2 separate regions of the Oryctolagus cuniculus genome follow, and region 1 is linked to region 2. Evidence: chromatin contacts called from public Hi-C data. All regions are on one chromosome and are shown on one strand. The core of a region is the stretch at or near the end of the contact, and the rest is flanking DNA. Distances in the headings are between cores, read along the strand shown.

Region 1 (3,005 bases), core at 437-2,936, 270 kb before region 2:
TGTAGTCTAGGACAAAGTACAGCTTGTCGGCCGTCTGGAAGGAGAAGTGCAGGCCCACCAGGAAAGGGTGTTTCACGTTCTTCAGCAGCACGTTCCGCTCAGACATAATATGCTTCTCCTAGGAGGATGACAACCCAGACTGAGCGACAAACTTCAACTTGGCACCCACTCCCAAGGCAAAGCTGATTCAGTGAGCGTCCACTCACAGCTCCAACCCACCAGCCCCTTCTCCTACCTCCTTCTTTTTCAGGATTGCTTTTTTCTGCAACACCTTGACTGCATAGAAGGCTTCCTCTGCTTTGTGTCTCGCTAGTAGAACCTGAAATTGCAATAAGAAAAAAAAAAATCATCCTTTTTGGGTCCTCATCCAGGGAGAGTGTAAAATGAACACATACGAGAGTATATACAAAGGTCTCCGGATCTGAAATTACCTTTCCAAAACTGCCCTTTCCAATCACTTTTAGGAAGTGAAAGTCTGATGGTTTAGCATGAGGGTTTGATGATGGGCCAAGGTTGATTTGTTGAGATGGACTTGGCTGAAAAATAAAACATTCTCCTTTAGTGTCACCGCTTTCAAAGGCAGACGTCCACAATAAAGCATAAAAGCTGGATGCAAGTCCCATACGTCTATCAACGCACTCAAAACTATTTTTCAACCACACCATGTCATTATTTCAAGTGAGTATGGAGATTAAACGGATAAAACTTTTATGAAATATGCCTTCAGACAATACTCCACTGACTCAATACTTAACTAGTTATGTCACCTGTTATGTCCTTAACTAATGAGACATTCCTGCCTTCATACTAATTTCCAGAAATGCTATTTTAATCCATCAATGTAGGGATACTAGGTGACTCACTTAACAATTCTCCCCCATAGATGCTTCACAAACGGAACGATACTCACCGGAGGCGAAGGGTTGGCGTTCATAAGCTCGGGCTCCTGAGGTTGGGAGATTTTCAAAATGGACTGAACTTCAGTGCTGCAGAGGAAAAAAAAACACACACACGTTGGAGCCTCCTCGCGCCCCACTAGGGGGCACAGCAACACCACCAGTTGAGTTTCTGGCTCGAAGTTTCCCCGGAGAATCCAGGACTTCAACTGCAAACACCCAAAATCATCTACTGGGCCCTTTGAAGCCAACAGTGAGCCCAGCTGTGTACAGAAATTGAGGTGGTTTTTCACGCGGAGGGCGGGCGACAAGGAGGCAAGCCCGTCTCCGTGTTAAAAACGTCTCAAGTAAACCAGGATTTGAGGAGAAATGAGATCTCCACCCCGACGTAACCCAGCGAGGGGAGACGACTCTGCTACCCTGCCGGCGCTACTGACTTTAATTCCCGCAATCCCACCCGAACTTACTGCTTGCACGCATAGGAATTATTAGCGATCTTCTGAATAAAGTCGTTCAGGCCCATCCTCCTCTGCTTCATGAACGCTGTGAATGAAAGAGGAGAAATAAACGAATGCTCAGATGGCTTCGTAACGTCCGCCGCCACACACACTCCGTGATCCGCGACCTTCCGAAAACTCGCACCGCGCGGCGGCCTGACTCCTGCACTCACCGATGAGGATGGCCACCATGCCCCTCATCCTGGAGTAAGTGAGGGGGCCCCTAGCAGCCTCGGTTTTCACGGTCATCGCCACGGTGAGACCACAGCGAGTCGTTGGGAATGAGAGACCGGCTCAGCCAACTCTGCGCTCGGGCCGCGCGCCCGGCTTTATAAAGGCTGCGCCGGCAGGGGAGGGGCCCGACCGGCGACAAAGGAGCGGCGCGGCCCCGCCCCCCAGCGCAGGCCCCGCCCCCGGCCGCCGCGCCGCGTCCCGGCGGGACGGCAGCCCGCGGCGGGCGGTTCTGTCCCCAGCCTGAGGGCGAGCCGCGGGCGGAGGTGGGGGACTCGGGAGCCGCCCGGGGAGGGCAGTTTCGCCAGTGTTCGGCGCCCCGGGGCGCGGGCGGAGGTGGCGGGAAAGGATGCGGAGTAATTTTCCATTTTTCTCATTTATTCCGTTCGGCGAGGAAGTCAGGGTAGCAGCGCCGAGCTGCCTTCCGGACGCAGCCCGGCGGGCCGGCGGCCCTGCGCGAGCCCACACCCTCCCCCGCAGTTGCACTCTCTCGGCGATAGATAGCCCGGGACCCCCGCCCCGGCGCCCCCCGGTTTCCTCCCCGCCGAGGCCGGGCGGAGCGTGCGACCGCCCGGGAGTTCTCTCAGGCGCAGGCGTCTCAGCGCGCCCTCATCTGCAGGGTCAGCGCGGGGCCGGAGCTCCCGGGCCGGTCCTCCCCGCTCCCGCCGCCCGGTCACGCCGCTCTCCGTCCACCCCCCACCCCTTCTCCCGAGCCCGAGAACCGGGCCGGAGCCATGCGCCCGCGCGCACCGGAGGAGCCAAGTCCCCGCGGGGGCCGAGGCGCGCTTACCCAGTCCGCTCAGCAGGAAAGACTCGCTCCTTTTCTGCGCCTCGGCCCTCTTTTTGTGGCGGGGCCGGAGCAAGGACTCGAGCCGGGCCCTGGCGAGCGCTCCCTGCATCTCCCCCATGGGCAGCGGGCGGCGGGCGAGAGCGACCGGAGAGCACTGACGTTTCCTTGAAGGAGCCGCCGTGACTCAGGCCGGGCAAGATTTCCTGCCCGGGTCCCAAAACAAACAAATGGCCCTTGTGCACGGCCGAGCCGCTTCCGAAAACGCCTTTTTTGTGCTTTTGGCCAAAACCAAGCAAGGCTGGAAAAAAAAAAATCCCAGAACTTGGAAGAGGAGGAAGGAAGGAAAGAAGGAGGGAAAAGGGGGGGGAGGGGAGTCAGGAATGTGTAGGGGAGGGGGCGGAAGCAAAATTCGGCTCTGCATTGAAGACAAAGTGCAATCTGCAGCCCCCCCCCACCCCTTTTGTAATTTCTAGAGAACATTCTGTCCGTTTTGCGTGCACTTTTTTTCCCCCTTGCATTTTAATCCGCGCCACGCCGAGAACACGTGAGGAGGCCGGTGAGGGCGGCGGCGGCGGCGGCGCGGACCTGGCG
Region 2 (3,201 bases), core at 54-2,553:
ATTTTACCCTAAATCCATTATGCAGGATTTTAAGATCATGGAAACTGCAAATCCCAGAAAGCAATCCACCTAATCACACCCATTTATGGCCACCTTTCCATGATGGTAAACATCTGCTCACATAGTTAGAAATGATCTCCTGTTTAATCTGTGGCACAATGCTATCTCCCTGTCATTCCTGACTTCTTTCACAATTCTGCTATCTGCAATGATGCTCATGAAAAACATCCAATTGAGAGATCTGTCTTCTATTCCTTTTTAACATTTCTAATTTAGGCAACCAAACCAGTCTGAACCAGATAGAGCAATAAGGCCATTCTTTGGAGTTCACCCAGGCTGCATGCATATTCAGTTGGCTTACAGGATGTAAACTAATACCCATGGGTTCCAGCCAAAATGCTATCCTTTTCTTTGCTGTCTAATTCTAATATAGAATTATAATATGACTTCATCTGAATTCTGTTGCAAAAAAAATTTTGAAAAAGAAAATACAGCATAACTGTGCCTCTGAAGTCCCCATTATCTGGGGGGAAATGAACAAGCAAAAACAAAAACAGAACCACCACCAACAGCAGCTATACCCATTCCTTTTAGAATCTAACATCATTTCTCTCAAAGTTGAGAGCCACATTTTTTTCATGGAGACCATACTTCTCTTTAGATTAGAATGAATTTGGCAAGTATGTTTTGGGTTGGATTTAGCACTTTATATTTCTCTTTCTGCTTAAATAAAATAGTTCCCTGGGGAAAATACATGTTAGGTTAAACTTCACAAGGATTACCTACAATTACAGCACTCAGCAATTTTTAATAAAAGAACACCAGGCACTCCATGCTAAGCTGATTCCATTTTTGTAATATTAATGTTATTCCACCAAACAGTGCTGTCAGATGAAATCCTAGAAGCAAACATGACACAAACTTTAGAGAAGTTGTGTGAAAATGACTTCTAATCATATCTGAGCACGAATAAGGACAAATAAATCAAGGAAGGAACTCAACTTCTGATGACCTGAGGATGTTGGCTTTAAAGCCAGATCAAAATCATGCAACTTGCAAAAGGAGTTACACAGCCACTGAGAGAGTAACAGCAAAGCCCACCATTTCTGGGAATACTGACCTATGCCAGAGGCATGGGAACTTGATTTTGAAATCCAGATCACATATTTCAGATGGCCAGTGTTCCTGACTTCAGCTTCTTGGCAGGAATGCCAGCTGAGTGGGCACATAGCATAGGTGGATGATAGCAAACAACCTCAGGGCAAGCTGTACACCTCCCAGCTGCAGACCAGTTGCTGCTTCTGAGGGCATCCAACCCAGATGGTGCCAAGGCAGATAGGCATGATGCTAGGAGAGAGGACAGGCTGGGGTTTGGGGTTTTTATCATTGTGCTTTGAAATGTCTAAGTGAATTTTTGATTTAGAGTTGGAGTTTCAGCTGACATTCATTATGAAGATATGGCATGGAAGCAATAAACAACATCTCAGCCAGTGGCTCTCAGAAAGCTTAATTGGGGTAAAAATAACAACTTGGCTGAGGTTCCCATTCACTGCCCTTCTCCTTTTGTACTCCTCCTTTGTCCTGAGCTTGCTTTCCCAAACAAGCCACCCTTACACACTCTTTTATGGGAGAAGTAGCTGTTCACATGGAAGAGGGAACAGCCGAGGGAAGGGCCAGCCCTCAGAAGACAGCTGAGCCTCACTTAGCTGTCTTTGGAGGTGTGTTCTAGGGTTTTTGATGCTACAACAAAATTTGAGTCCAAAAAAAAAAAATAGTTCTCTTCAGCCGCTTCATTGTAAAGAGTTACTTGAATTACAAGACGGAACTTCTAGGTCTGAGTTTACCCCACTGCAGAAGGGGCCAAGAGTAACACAATCAGAGCAGTTCATATACCTTTTCAGGATACTCGTTTGCCTGAAACATTTTCATTTGGGAATATGCTCATCTTCTGTTAAACCAGTGTCTCTCCCAGTCTGCAGTGCTAAGCCTACGTTAGACCGGAAGACACTGCTTGTGGTAGTCTTTTCCAAATAGAAGGTGTCTCCTACTATTTAAAAGAAAAATTGGGACAGAGGAGATTATTTCACACAGAGCCATGGCCTTCCTGCAAATGCATTTTTGCATCTCAGTTTCAGGAATTCTAGAAGTTTCTCGGCTCGTTGTCCATCGCCCTGGATTTGTGCCTCAGATGTTTTCATTCCATCAGCCAGTTCAAATCAGGAGTGAGATGCAACTGAGCTGGCCTTCTACTCTGCCAAGCACATAATCCCCCCAGGATCGGTCAGCATTTTCATCCCAGAGAGTTAAGACTGACCTTTCAGAAGCAGAGGCTGCTTTGCGTTTGTGCAAAATAGACTCCAAGACAGATAAAATCCCACTTCGGATCATCACGATCCCCATCGTTGCCTGCGATCCCTAACTTTCTTTTTCCAACATAGACATGGCAACTATGTGACTTTTTAAAGTTGTGTGTAGTTGCTAAAACATTTGGAGTTGGGGCAAAATTTGCATAATTCTATTAAAAGGTTTATACCTCAGCTTTGAAAAATATTTGAGAAAATGTGATTTGGCGAAAAGAAAGTCTTATCTTTCGGACCAGAAGGTGCTTTTTGGAACTAAGCCTGTTAATGTTAGGATTGCCTGTTAAGCATCAAAAACTGAAAAATAGAGACGAGAAGGGAGGTTCCTTTTATCTCTGCTTCAAGTCCACGGTGTTTGAAGCTTAACAGACAGAAGGATTTTCTGTTTCTTTCAGGTATTGCAGACTTGGAAATGGGAGTCTTAGTACGGCTATGGGAAACCCAGGTGCATTTCTATGGATTTTAAAATGCGATTTGCTGGCTCCTTTCCATTGAGGCCAGTTCGTTTTGGTATCATTACGGAACTGGAGAAGATCTTCCCTACATCAAGTCTGAGGTCTTGTCATCATGCCTATTTTCATCATATGATGCTGACTGTCATTCACGGGTTGACAGCCAGTCTGGCACAGCATTCTCATATTCAGCTTCTAAGACAGTACGTAGTGAACCAAACACCTCCAATCCTGTCAACGTTACAAAACTGATTGCAATTCAAATGTCTCCTACGGATTCACCCAGTTCTCCATTAAAGCGCCTACTGTTCCAGATGCTGATGGCTACGTGTTTGATGCTGCTGTCAGGAAAGTGCAAAGCTCAGCCCCCTCCACAACCAACCAGAGCC

Evidence for each region. A called contact is a pair of places that touch in the nucleus more often than the background predicts.
Region 1: a Hi-C map of psoas muscle shows a contact between it and region 2, with 6 times the contacts expected there. The contact joins the promoter of SGK1 here to the enhancer-like site in region 2. A contact is called at or near these places in 2 of 6 Hi-C or Micro-C datasets (embryonic fibroblasts and psoas muscle).

What each region holds. Positions count from the first base shown.
Region 1 is chr5:34,692,361-34,695,365 of mOryCun1.1, reverse strand. SGK1 (serum/glucocorticoid regulated kinase 1) reads right to left here and starts at 1,686. Exons shown (of 12, transcript NM_001082056.1): 1 at 1,567-1,686; 2 at 1,364-1,439; 3 at 911-986; 4 at 432-536; 5 at 236-319; 6 at 1-118. The coding sequence starts at 1,642.
Region 2 is chr5:34,423,768-34,426,968 of mOryCun1.1, reverse strand. No RefSeq gene overlaps it. Among named protein-coding and RNA genes, the nearest start is that of SGK1, 270 kb to the left of the region's middle. Within about 2 kb of position 1,303, at least 2 of the 8 cell types and tissues checked have an H3K27ac peak or open chromatin away from gene starts, as enhancers often do.